Regions from separate parts of the Mus musculus genome. Here all the other regions are linked to region 1. The links are chromatin contacts, called in public HiChIP or PLAC-seq and promoter capture Hi-C maps. All regions are on one chromosome and are shown on one strand. Each heading gives the region's core, a stretch centred on a gene start, on an enhancer-like site or on the middle of the called end of the contact. The rest is flanking DNA. Distances are from core to core; before and after follow the strand shown. Region 1 holds the start of Ankrd13b (ankyrin repeat domain 13b). Region 2 holds the start of Pigs (phosphatidylinositol glycan anchor biosynthesis, class S). Region 3 holds the start of Abr (active BCR-related gene).

Region 1 (4,014 bases), core at 1,405-3,904:
ACTCTCCCATCCAGGCTGACTGACATGGTGCTTCCTGGTGTTCTAGAGGAAAGGAGAATACCTTGCCTGGAATCCCCGTGGATGAACAAGAGTTAATGTAACTGGTGCCCTATATTCTCATGGCCTGGATCAAGAACAGGCAAGGCTGGTGTCCATTTCAATGTGATATTAACTCACCAGGGCCAGAGTAAGGTGAGCATGGTACCTAGCTACTATGGAAGCCAGAGCCTGAGAGGAACGTCTAAACAGCCCTGACTACCATGACCTCAGCAGCTCCCCGGTCCAACCTCACCAGCAAGATGGCTGACTTGAGGTCTGTCAGCAGAGGTCTTGATGATAAAGCCACTCCTCTCTAGTTTTAGGAAAAGGACCACCCACACCCTTTGTAAGGGAGTAGAGCTGAGACAGTCTGAGGATTCAGTTTCTAGCCTCCTAACAATCTCTAGATCTTTAGGGACTTCCTCAGGCAAGGAAAATGAAGAGCAGCCAGAGAAAACAGGATTGGATCTTTACGTCCTGTCTTCCTCACACTGTAATCCCAGAACCAAATCTCCTCCAGGGCAGGCCTTGGTACCTTGTATTTGCTTTTCCCAGCTCTCTGACCTCCTGTCTTTACAAAGCCTTTATGACAGATAAACTAACTTGGGGTGACCTGGTGGAAGCAAAGGCAGAAAGGAAGTGAACCCCTAGGCTGGCCCGGAGGCTTGCAGGCCCAGGTTATGTTATTATTAAACGGGATGAAATGCAGAGTCAAGTGCTGTACCGGTCTGGAGGCTGGGAGTGAATGTCAGACGGTCCAACCCTCTCTGCTTCACAGTCTGATGTCCAGCCTTGGCCCCTTCCCTTGGGAATTACACAGGTCTTCACACTGAGCTACCATGATTGTAGTGGACCTAAAATCCCTAAGCTTCAGACCCTAATCAAGCCTGCAAATTTGAATCTTTAAGCAACCCAGGGTAGCCTGGGTCCAGCTCTGCCCACTGCTTCGCCTGAGGGGGTGGAGGGTAATGTTGGCACCGTCACTGCTTTGCCAGTTGTCAGCTGGGGTGGCAAGGCACAATTGAGGACTATTAGTGACTTTGCACCCACCTTTGTCCTGAAGAATGACCGAGAAATCATCCCCCAGGCTTCCTGGGTTTTCAAATACAGGGTCTCACTATGTAGCCCTGGCTGCTCTGCAACATGAAGTCCACCCTCTGACCTTACACTTGTGGCAATCCTCCTGCCTCTGCCTCCCCGGTGCTGAGACTACAGGCATGCACTGCCACTTCTAGCTCCCCGGCTTCTTTGAAGTCGCTGCCCAACCCAAAGCTGTCTGACCCACAGGTTTCTCTGATTGGCAGAAAGCAGGGAACCCCTGTTCTGTGCAGGACCTCAAGTCCTTCCTATGGCCCCCTGGCTTCCTCCACGGTGAGAAGGTAGGCCCTAGCACCAAGAGGCAGGAGAGCGCCTTTCAGCACCTGGACAAGGCCCTCCGGAGCATCCCAATAGGGTCTTTCTCACTCCTGGCTCCGAAGCCAGGGCTGGCATCTGAAGCACCCATAGGCTCTGTCCACTCTAAACAAACAGAGACCTGGTTCACCAGGAAGTGAGAGGGCACTGGGTGGGGCTGGAATGCCCGAGGGTGCAACACAGCTTGTTCCCCGATCTTATGTGGGCCCCCTCCCCACGCAGGCCTTTCCCGTCCCTGCACATTCACGCGGGATGTCATGTCGCGTCTAGATCGAGTGGGGTGGACTCTCCCACCACATGGAGCCCAGACAGAACCGACAACCCCTCCCTAGAATCCCTTCAAGCCCCAACGGAGAAGAACACAGGGTCCTTCCACACCAGTCTCGGAGAGCCCGGAACACGTGTGGGCCACCGGTCCTGGAACCAGAGAAGCAGGCGGGGGCTGCTGCCATCACCCACTTCAGGTCAACGAGCACAAAAGCCGCAGCTGCAAACAAAGAAGCGCTGCAAACTAGCCGGGGAGGCGGGACAGGCGGCGCCGCGCCCCCTCCCCACGCCGCGCGGGCGTGCGGGGCCATGGTCCCCGACGGCGCTCCTACCTGGCCGGCGCGGACCTCCTTCTCCAGCTCCCGGTGGCGGTTGTGCCACACGAGGTAGTGCAGCGGGTACTTGCCCTCGGGCCCCTTCCTGGCGGAGGCGTTGGCGGGGATCATCGCCCGCTCCTCATGCCGGGGCCGCGGCGCCCGGCCCGCGGGGAGGGACGGCGCGGGAGCCCGGGCCCGGGGCCGCGGGGCGGACGGCCGGAGCTGTCTGCTCGCGGGGCTGCGGCTCGGGCATGTGCGAGCGGCGGCGGCGGCGGCGGGCGGGGGCGGCGCGCCCGGCGTGGTGCGGGCGGCGGGCGTCCTCGGGAGGCGGCGGCGGGAGGCGCGGAGCAGCCCCCACCCGCCCTGGGAGGGAGCGGGCACTCGGCGGCACGCGGCCTCGCGCCTCCCCTCCCACACCCCCGCACACAAAGACGCCTCTCGGCGGAGGGAGCAGGGACCCGCAGCTGGAGCGGGGGCGCTCGGGGCGCCGGCCCCGGGGTCGCCGCCGCCGCCGCCGCCGCAGGGACGCGCGCCCGCACCCTCCGGCTCCCCTAAGCCGCATAGCCCGGCCCTCAGCCCGAGCGGACGGTGAGGGACAAGCGAATGCGGGGAAGAGAGGAGGGGACCCGGGTGCGCCGTGCTGGGTTAGTTACAGCTTGGCCCCGCAGCATCATGGGGCTTGTAGTCCGCCTGGTAGAACCGTGCGTTTCGGATGACCAGAGATGGTCTGGAACTGATTTCCTGGAAGGGTGGACAGAGAGTCAAACCCGGCCGAAGCGGAGGCCTTACTTGGATGCCAAGTGGGTTGGGGGCGCCTCCACCCTTTGGCATTTTGCCTTTTGCAAGGAAATGGGGGAGGCTTTTAGGGCTGACCTGAAGCGTTGGGTCGGGGGTCTATGGCCTGCAGAAGTGAGCTTGGGTCCCAGGGAGGGTAAAGAGGCATCTAGATTCATAGTGACTAAAGAGTGACCCTAAGAGAGATGCAGGGCATCAGTACCAAGGGTCACTGAAGCAGCCAGGGGTCTGAGAATCGAAATATTTCTCAAATCTTTGCTCTCTCAGAAAATTAAACCCCAGCTTCCACACATCACGTTGGAAAAGAGAATGTCTAATGAGGCGAAGAAGACAGTCTTTCCCCTACATGGCTCAGCAAGAACCAGGATGAGGTTGAGCAAAGACAGCAGCAGGTGGCATTTCCCCACCTCCATCCCATGTGGGTCCCTGCCTAAGGAAAATGACTGAGTCCAGATTGCCTGCTTCCTGAAAGAGCAGAGAGACAAGCGCTTCCACAAGGAGCCCTTGCAGAGAGTGTGGTCAAAGTCAAATTGGCCTCTGTGGCGGCCACCTGCAAATGGTAAAAGGACCAAGATGCCTTGGGAGAGAAAATGTCAAGAGAGTTGTATTTAAATACCGTAACAATTGCTTGATCTTAAACAAATTGCTTATCCTTCAGAGTTTCTCGGCCCACTCACCTCTAAACTGGGATCAGATACTACCTCATGGGATGAGCTAAGGGTATGAACTGCCTGAAAACGGCCCCTCTCTCCTTCAACCAGCCTGAGACAGGTGGTAGGAGCGAACATGTTGCCTTCCTCGAGCCCACCTCAAGGCAGAAATAAGGAATTCCTGGCCAACCCGATTTAGAACAACAATCTAGAGAGTGTTTGTGTGGGAAGCGACAGCAAAAGCTTGCAAACTCCTTGCGCCCTTCTTGGGTTTCTTTGTGTGTTCTTCTCTCCTGCTTCCTGCACACCCAGTGGTGCCAGGCCCGGGAGGACTGAGTAGACTGCCTCGCCCCTTTCTGCAGCCTGGGAGGAGCCGGTAGGCGTCTCTGCAGCCCAGAGCCGCAGCCCACCTCCACCGCCAGGGGTCAGCAGAGTGTCGTGATTGCAGCCCGAGTTGAGGAGGGGGCTAGAGAAAGGAGGGGCAACTAGGAGAGGCCGCGAGAATGCCTGTACAATTCCTCATTAAATCGTTT
Region 2 (4,491 bases), core at 372-2,871, 840 kb after region 1:
TACCTCCATGTGTGCGACCTCTTGCTGATCCTATCTCAGAGCCCCTCTGATTGTGGTGGTGGTGGTGAGGTGAGATCTGAGTTTTCCTGAGCTTCAAGTTTTGTGGAGGAAGGGTTCACCTGGCTCACCATCCCTAGCTCAGGCTCCTACCTGCTGATTTCCAAAGCTGGAGTTGTTGTTAGAGGGCCTGGGGGTGGAGAGGAGGGTACAGGTCTTCCAGGGACTGACACATTAAAGGATCCAGCAGGATGAGAAACTCCATTTTGTGCAAGGCTCAAAGGGGACAAGCAGGGATCAGAGTGGGCCAGTTCTCCTCCATCTCTGAAGAATGTGCACTTAGGTCTTTTCCAATAAGGAAACCTTCCAAGCCTCGGGGCTACAGAGCTGAGTGTCTAGAAGCTTGCCAAGGGCTATGACCCACTTCCATGTAGAGAAGGGATTCATCGGAGGGTTCTGGACTTGTTAGAACTGATAGGGCTTTGTGGTGAATGATTACCCCTGGGCTAGAGTGTGAGGTAGGGTGACACTAGACAGATGTGCACTGGAAAAGTCATTGATGTTCTGCTCTGTGTGGCCTGACCTTATAATCAAAGCAGCTAACTCAGCAATTTCCATATGCTTCTGCCAGGCACTGTTCTTCTAACCATTATTATATGCATTAACACAGCTCTGTAAAGTAGGTACCATTGTACTTTTCATAGGAGGAAACAGGCTTCAAAGAGAGGCTGAGAGGCTATTTAGGATTCGAACAGCAGGCATTACTATATAGAGGCTGTGCTCAGGAATTTTTCAATGAAGCATCCTCAATCGCTCGAATTGGAATCGATTTTTAAATCCTAGTCTATAGTCTCGGCTAGTTGGGAGGCTGAGGTATCAGACATTAGGGACAGGATCACTTTAACCCTCTGGATCGTATAGGGAGATCTGTCTCAACATTAACTAAAATAAAATTAATCACATAGTAGCCAACCATGCTAAAAAGTTACCGTTTTGTCAGTTTTATCTTTAAGCTTTGAAGAGCTGGTGCTCTGAAGAAAAGACCTATGTTAGAAATGACATTAGGGGCTGGTGAGATGGCGCAGGGGGTAAGAGCACCCGACTGCTCTTCCAAAGGTCCGAAGTTCAAATCCCAGCAACCACATGGTGGCTCACAACCACCTGTAACAGAGATCTGATGCCCTCTTCTGGTACGTCTGAAGACAGCTACAGTGTACTCACATATAATAAATAAATAAATCTTTAAAAGAAGAAAAAAAAAAAAAAGAAATGACATTAGAAAACTTTTCGGGAGTCAGGTTCTTGATAAGCTCGACTTCATTTAAGTAAATATTCCCCTTCCGCTGAACGTGGTGGTGCATGTAATCCCCTGCATTGGAGAGGGCCCAGAGTCCGAGGCCAGCCTGGGCTACATGGAGATTATCGCCTTCTCTAAACTGGCGTTGTAGAGCTAAACAGTACCAGGTGCACTCAATGAAAAGCCAGGGTCAGATTGAAAGTGTAGCCGAGCGCGTACCCTCTCACGGGCTCCGCCTGCGCACTGGCGTGCGTCAGCAGTGTTGCTCGTGATTGGCAGCGGTCGCGCACCGTGGTCCCGCCCCCTCATTCTGGAGTTTCCGATTGGAGAAAGCTCATGAGGCCCCGCCCCATCGGCGACCTGGGCAGCCGGAAGGGACCATGGCGGCCGCAGGAGCTGCGGCCACGGACCTAGGTGCGGTGGATTTCAGGTGGAGGGCGCAGTGGGGAGGTCTCGCGGGCAGAATGTGTGGGTGGGGCGCGAGAAGCCTGACAGCTCCCTCCAGCCTGGGGTTGGGGGTCCGCCACGCGGGAGCGGCTTGCTCGGGGTTCCCGGCCGCCCGCACTCCTCCACGATCCCGGTGTGGCGGGCATCGCACCCTAGTTCCCGCGTCTTAGTCGGCCCTCTGTGCCCTCAGAGGTGGTCCGGGGCAAGCGTTCCGCGCTTTTCTTCGCCGCGGTGGCCATCCTTCTGGGACTGCCGCTCTGGTGGAAGACGACGGAGACTTACCGGGCCCCATTGCCTTACTCAGACATCAGTGGGCTGAATGCTCTGCTGGTGAGACTGGGTGGGGAGAACCGGGGCTGGGGGACCGGGGGGCAGCCCAGCTGTAAGGTGCAGACATTGCTAAAGACCCCGATGCCCCTCATCCCTCGCGCAGCTCCGGCTCATGGTGCCAGTCACAGTTGTGTTTACTCGGGACTCTGTGCCCCTGGACGACCAAGAGAAGCTACCTTTCACCGTTGTGCATGAGCGAGAGATCCCTCTGAAATGTGAGTTCCCATGAAGAGGTGTCAGGGCTGCTTTTTCCATCTGAGCCAGGCCCAAAACCCAGAGTTGGAATGCATAGGAGGGGCGAGGGCGACTCATAACTTACTTTAAAATGTTTTATTACATTTACTTAGTGTGCGCGCGCACATGTATGTTTGTGTGGATGTCTGTGCTGTGGAGCATCTTGTGGAGGTCAGAGGATCACTTGCGAAAGTCATTTCTCCTCCCACCATATGGGTCCTGGTCTTGGGGATCCAACTCAGGTCATCAGGCTTGGTATCAAGAGCCATCCGCCTGCTTCCCCCAAATCCTAAGAAAAGAGATCTCCTTTGGAATGTTCACTTGGGGGTTTGTGTTAGTCTAAAGTACAGTGCCTGTCCTTATGACAGTGATTTATGTCATACGGTAAATTATGCCACCTTATCCTTAGCAATTGATACCCATCAGTGCATAGGGAAAGCAGGTTGTAGCTGAAAGAAAACGGGAGTTTGAAGTTACATCGGATGTGTATTCAGACCTTTGTCATTTTAACATCACACACTGTATTGTTAGGCACTTTGTTAGGTACCAAGAACTTGAGGGTGAATAATAAATTGGTAATATTTTAAAGATGTTTATAGTTAACATCAGAAAGAAAGAAACTAGCAAAATACTGTAAGGCAGGAGGTTTGGTCTCGTGGTGGAGTCACGGGAGAGCCTGAACTCCATTCTCACCTGCCGGGGAGTAGAAAAAGGTGCAGAAGGGCTTGGGCAATGTGATTTTTGAGGTTGGGTGTTTCTGGCTTTTTGAGACAGGGTTTCTTTGGGTAGCCCTGGCTGTCCTGGGTCTTGCTGTGTAGACCAGACTTGCACCACACCTGGCAAGGACTCTGATCTTTATTGGATGCATAATCTCATGTTCAGTTTTGTTTTTTCATCAGTATTTTTTTTTTTTTTTTACTAAATGATTTAGGTTTTATTTCGGTTTCATGTGTTCTTTTTTTTTTTTTATTTTAAATTACGTATTTTCTTCAATTACATTTCCAATGCTATCCCAAAAGTACCCCCCCCCTACTCCCCTACCCGCCCATTCCCATTTTTTGGCCCTGGCATTCCCCTGTACTGGGGCATATAACGTTTGCCTGACCAATGGGCCTCTCTTTCCAGTGATGGCCGACTAGGTCATCTTTTGATACATATGCAGCTAGAGTCAAGAGCTCTGGGGTACTGGTTAGTTCATAATGTTGTTCCTCCGATAGGGTTGCAGATCTCTTTAGCTCCTTGGATACTTTCTCTAGCTCCTCCATTGGGGGCCCTGTGATCCATCCAATAGTTGACTGTGAGCATCCACTTCTGTGTTTGCTAGGCCCCGGCCTAGTCTCACAAGGGACAGCTATATCACCGTCCTTGCAACAAAGGCTTGCTAGTGTATGCAATTTTTTTTTTTTTTTTTTGATGTTAGAATGTGATCTTTGGTTCTAGAATTAAAATAACAATTTGAGAGTCATCAAGGACCTTTTATAATTCCCTCGCTTGCTTCTCAGCAGCAGCTGCTAACAGGACACAGCTTCCCCGGCACTCCTTCAAGCACCCTTTGTTTTTTGAAGCAGCAGCCCCTGGTGTTTAGAACGATTCCTTTCTAGCTCACTCTTTAAATCACTTTAGCCACCTGTCTGGTGGAGTATGGTGGTGCATTCTTTCAATCCCAGATCTCAGGAGGCAGAGGCAGGTGGATCTCTGAGTTCCAGGCCAACCTGGTCTACGTTGCAAGTTCCAGGCTAGCCGGGGCTCATAGTGAAACCCTGTCTCAATAAAAAGTAAGTGCAATATTAAAGCCATCTAAACTATCTGAGCATTCCTTAAATCTCTAGGCTTCACTCTACATTTCCATAGCTAGTGCTTTTTACAAAAGTTACTTATAATTTTATTTCTTTCTTCTAGTTCACTTTTTGTTTGCTTGTTCTTTTATTGAGACAGTGTCTCCTGTATATCTCTAGCTGGCTTCAGACTTGTGTCCATTCTTCTGCCTCAGCCTCTTGAGTGTAGGGATTACAGATATGTGCTGCTGTGGCTGGCATTAGTTTCTGGCTCACAGTGAGTAAGCTCAGATGCCATCACTTGGTGCAGCTTTGGGTTCTTTGCCCAATTTATGTGTGGCATCTTGCTGAATTGTCCCTGGGTTAGCAGTTTCTCACTTGATTCTCTTTTTTTTTTTCCTTTCTTTTTTT
Region 3 (4,200 bases), core at 886-3,385, 920 kb before region 1:
CACCCCAAAGAGGCTCATGGCCTAATTCCCTTCTCTGACTTTCCTCTAGTCAGGAATTCTCAAGGTAATTTTGCTTCTCAACTCCAGGCTGGGGCAGGAGACTCAGATGATGAAGTCAGAGAATTATCTTTAGCAATGTAGAGAAAGCCACAGATTGCTTTCCATAGGATTCTATGCTTTGGGAAGTAAGGAAAGCAGGGATGGGTTTTGCAGAGAGCCAGAAATATCCAAGAGCACAAACTGCAGATGAATATGAGGCATTGTTATGACTGATTTGCAAGAGCACAGCTAAGCAGAGGTCACTAATCCGTCCTTTGAGTCAGGAGCTGATCTGCAGCAGGCCTCTTAACAGATGTGTGTCCCCATTTGCACAGACACACGTGTACACACACATACACATCACAGCTGTGAGCCCTGACCTTCACCCAACGACACTGGCCTCTACTGGAAAAGAGCAGATGGACTGGCTGGGTTTGGCTAGGATGGACACCCAGGGGGACCAGATTTGCCTCTTTGATGTTGAAACCCCAAAGCAGAATGAACCAGCACAAGGAGAGCTCCTGGGAGGAGGAAGGGGAGGAATCTGGGAAAAGAGGCTGGGTAGACGATATGAGAAGTGCAGGCCCAAAGGGAGCAGAGGGCAGAGGCAGCCCCCAAAGGGAGCAGAGGGCAGAGGCAGGGCCCAAAAAGATACAGAGGGCAGAGGCTGGATGCTGGGTAATGCAGAGACTGCAAGGCAAGACCTGGAGGCTCAAGACATCGTCTCCTCTCATCCCCGGAATGTGACTGTTAAGAAGGAACTCAAGCCAGGCTGACCCTTCAAAATGTCCTTGTTTCATGCATCTAATGTTCAGAGTCACCCCTAGATGCGCCTGCCTCAGGGTTAGGGTGTGCTAAAAGAGAGTGGGAGGGTTCCCAGCATTTCCATAGGTAAAAGCACATCTACTGTCATTCTTGGAGGCCACCAGGACCATCTCCCGACACCACAGAATGCCAATGAGTTAAAGAGGGGGAGGGGAGGGCGACATGGGCAGTGCCACCTAAGGCATGGGGGGTGGGGTGGGAATGGTTCCCATCTCAGTAAGTAAGTCCCAGTGATCAACTACACATCCCCCAGGCAGTACAAGAGCAATCACATGATCATGGCTGATTTGGGAGCGAGGGGGTGGAGTACCGGCGGTTTTTTTCCCCCCTCTTCATTTGCTTTTCTTGGGGGTGGTGGTAGTGATGAGAATGGGGGTGGTGACGAGGCTGGCAAGAAAGACTGCTGAGCTAGGAGGTTGGCTCTTTCATCCAAATGGCCCCCACAGAGATCCGTACCTTACAGTCTCTCTTCCAACCTGATCCCATCATCAACCCGAATCACACACCGGAATGTCCCTGAGGTAGTAAACTAGAGAGAGCCAAAGACTTTTCCCAAAATGGCCTTCCCGCTTCAATGTGAGGAGAAAAGCTGCCAATTCTAAAGGCCAAGGTAGAGCTCTAAAAAGGACGCTTCCCACTCGCGGAGCGCTAGAGTGCTGGGTTACACAACAGGTGGGAGGGGTGACACAATCCCCCCCAGCCCCGGTCTATCTAGCCCCCTCCCCCCTAAAATCTGCTCTGAGGACTCCATACCGCTCCTCCTACTGGCTGGCTGCACACCTGGCGGACCATGGCCGCTAACACTTGCCGGTGCCTGGGTGCACCTGGGACCCGGAGGGCAACAGGGCTCCTCGGAGGGTGCTGGGTGTCCCTCTTACACCCCCTGTCCCCCACCCAGGGACCCATGGGCACACGTACTGCTGTAGAGGGTGTCGATCCAAGAGAGGCGCGGCAGGCCCCGGTGGCTAAGCGGCTCCATGCCCGCGGCTCCGCGCGGCAGAGGTTCCTTGGTCAGATGGGAAACCGGACCCTCATCGCACAACAAAGGAGGAAGGGCGCCGGCAGGCGGGATGCCGGGAGGGGAGGCCAGACTCGGAGGTCGAAGTTGCGGAGCTCAGGATGGAGGCGGGAGAGCCAGGGAAACAGGTAGTAGGGAGGAGCAAGCCGCAGCTGCCAAGGTGAGGACAGGGGAGCTTAGTGCAGGGCTGTGGCAGCCTAGGCGAACCCGCTGCGGATCTGGGAGCCGCGGCCCCGCAGCCCGCGCGCCAACTAGCAACTTCCCCGGGGCTGCGCGGCGCCCGGGGCGGGGGGCGGAGGCGGTAGCCAATCCGCGCAAGGCTCAGCGCGCCCACCCCCAGCCGCAGCGGGCCGGTGGGGTGTGAGAGCAGCCCGCAGCCCCACCGATGGCCTCCAGCCGGCGCACAGAGCTCCCGCGGGGTCTCCGGGAGGCGGCGCAGGGCCAGAGGCTCCCCTCCTCCCCTGGTTGGGCTGAGCATAAATTCTGGCAACCCGCAGACTAAAGAAACCTATGGACCCGCAGGGGTGACATCACCTGCCACCCCAGGATCTCTAAGCACGATTTCGGGACTGGTGCAGTTGCCAGGCCCCACCCCTAGACAAGCTTGGGCAGCACAGCTTGGACTGGGTTAACATCCTGCGCCCCGCTGGAAAGCTGGGCCACCCAGGAATTGTTTTCCTACCAAACCTTAAATCACCCCATCTATCCTTGATCTTACAGTGCATCAGTTCCCGACACACACCAAGGGTGGGCGACTGAAGTAAGGCGGGACCACTGGGGTTAGTGTCATCCCCTGGCATTAGAGGAAGGACCTATTTCTCACATGTGCGCCTTTAAGGCAAAGAGTCAAACTGGGGTACAGAAGCCCTAACTGGACTCTCTCCAATTCCTCCAGGAGCCGTCTGACAATCCCTAGCCTCTGTGTACAATCACATTGAAGGAAGATGGGGGTCAGATGCCTCAGAGACCAGTCTTAAGAAACAAAATTCCAAACAGTGACCTCAACAGCACTGAAGGTTTGGGGGTTGGGAGTGACATGGGACCCATGGCTGCAACCTGTTTCCTGAATTCCCAGGGAAGGAGGCAATGAAGCCCGCCAAGGAAGACCTGGGTTAGACCTCTCATATACTAGTATAGTGGCATTTCTAATAATGGGACACTTCCCATCCCACCCCATCTTCAGACAGCTTAAGCCCTTTTGGGGCTCCAGCCATACAGAGCTTTTCAAAGAGTTAAGCTCCCCATTCCCTGTATGGAGGGCAGTGTTGTTAGTACCCACAGGGACTTCTCCTTATCCCAAACAAGCACAGACAGTTTTGAGGGGTAGAAGCAGACCCTCACCTATAAGGAAATTTGTACCCAGCCTTGTAAACTTCCCAGCTGTCTGGACACTGGCCTCTATAGATGATCAAGAAAAGCTAGAGCCCATTGATACACAGGATAGAGCCTCTGGGAGGTTCAAGGGTAGATGCTCTTGTGTGGGGGAGCCCCCACAGGTGGGCAGCAGATACAGGTCCTCCTGTACCCCTTTAGTTCTAACTCAAGCTTCTGGTTCTGTGACTTGCTGGCCCTTCCTGCTCAGCTGTTACCCTCCCCACCGCCCCAGACTGGCATATAAAATTGGGAAGGCCAAGCCAACACCTGGAGCATGGCAAGGGAGGGGGCTGTGCATCTCCAGCGAGACTATCCAGAAATAGAGTTCTGGGTGGGAGAGGGAGCAAGCAAGCTCTCTGAGGAAGCAGACAGAGAAAGGACAAGGGCGTGCCTTACTGTTGCATAGCACTTTCTGAAGGCATAGAGCCCAAGAGAAAGGGAAAACATGCCTGGGTACAGCTATCAGCTACAAACCCTAGAAGGCTGCAGCATTGACCCCTCCCACAATACACCACATGATGTACCACAGGGATTTTCCTGCAGGCCACAGCCCCACATCTCCACATCCGGTGCTGACTCTGAGGAGGCCATGGATATATGTTTCTATGTGAGTCACATACATTTGCATACATTTCACATTTTTATCTACAAAGGCTTGAGCAAGCTATTTTCAGCGTTTTTTTTTCCCCCTAGCTGAAATGTTGCAGTTGCTTGCTCTCCCTGTAGTTGTTATAGTTTGCGTTATTCTACATTGTGTCTGATCTTGCCCTGGACTGTTCTTTCCACAACACAGTGTAGCGTATAGATACAATCTTGCAGGCCATAGTGCTAATAACGGACACTGAATACTAGGTGTGTGTGGCCTAGATCTTAAGAGGGTTGTTTTTGTTTTGTTTTGTTTTTTTAATTTCACTAGGATGATCTCTTGATGAGCACCACTGTTA

The links. Promoter capture Hi-C pulls out the DNA fragments that hold promoters and counts their contacts. HiChIP or PLAC-seq counts read pairs in DNA pulled down with a chosen protein or histone mark.
Region 2: a contact with region 1 is called in a promoter capture Hi-C map of cranial neural crest. The contact joins the promoter of Pigs here to the promoter of Ankrd13b in region 1.
Region 3: an H3K4me3 HiChIP or PLAC-seq map of embryonic forebrain shows a contact between it and region 1, with 4 times the contacts expected there. The contact joins the promoter of Abr here to the promoter of Ankrd13b in region 1.

Annotation. Positions count from the first base shown.
Region 1 is chr11:77,487,388-77,491,401 of GRCm38.p6, forward strand. It overlaps Ankrd13b (ankyrin repeat domain 13b), which reads right to left and starts at 2,655. Exons shown (of 15, transcript NM_001373882.1): 1 at 2,052-2,655. The coding sequence starts at 2,165.
Region 2 is chr11:78,326,801-78,331,291 of GRCm38.p6, forward strand. Pigs (phosphatidylinositol glycan anchor biosynthesis, class S) reads left to right here and starts at 1,622. Exons shown (of 12, transcript NM_201406.1): 1 at 1,622-1,708; 2 at 1,932-2,071; 3 at 2,175-2,286. The coding sequence starts at 1,675. Aldoc (aldolase C, fructose-bisphosphate) reads left to right here. Exons shown (of 9, transcript NM_001303423.1): 9 at 1-981.
Region 3 is chr11:76,569,249-76,573,448 of GRCm38.p6, forward strand. Abr (active BCR-related gene) reads right to left here and starts at 2,136. Exons shown (of 23, transcript NM_198895.2): 1 at 1,783-2,136. The coding sequence starts at 1,843.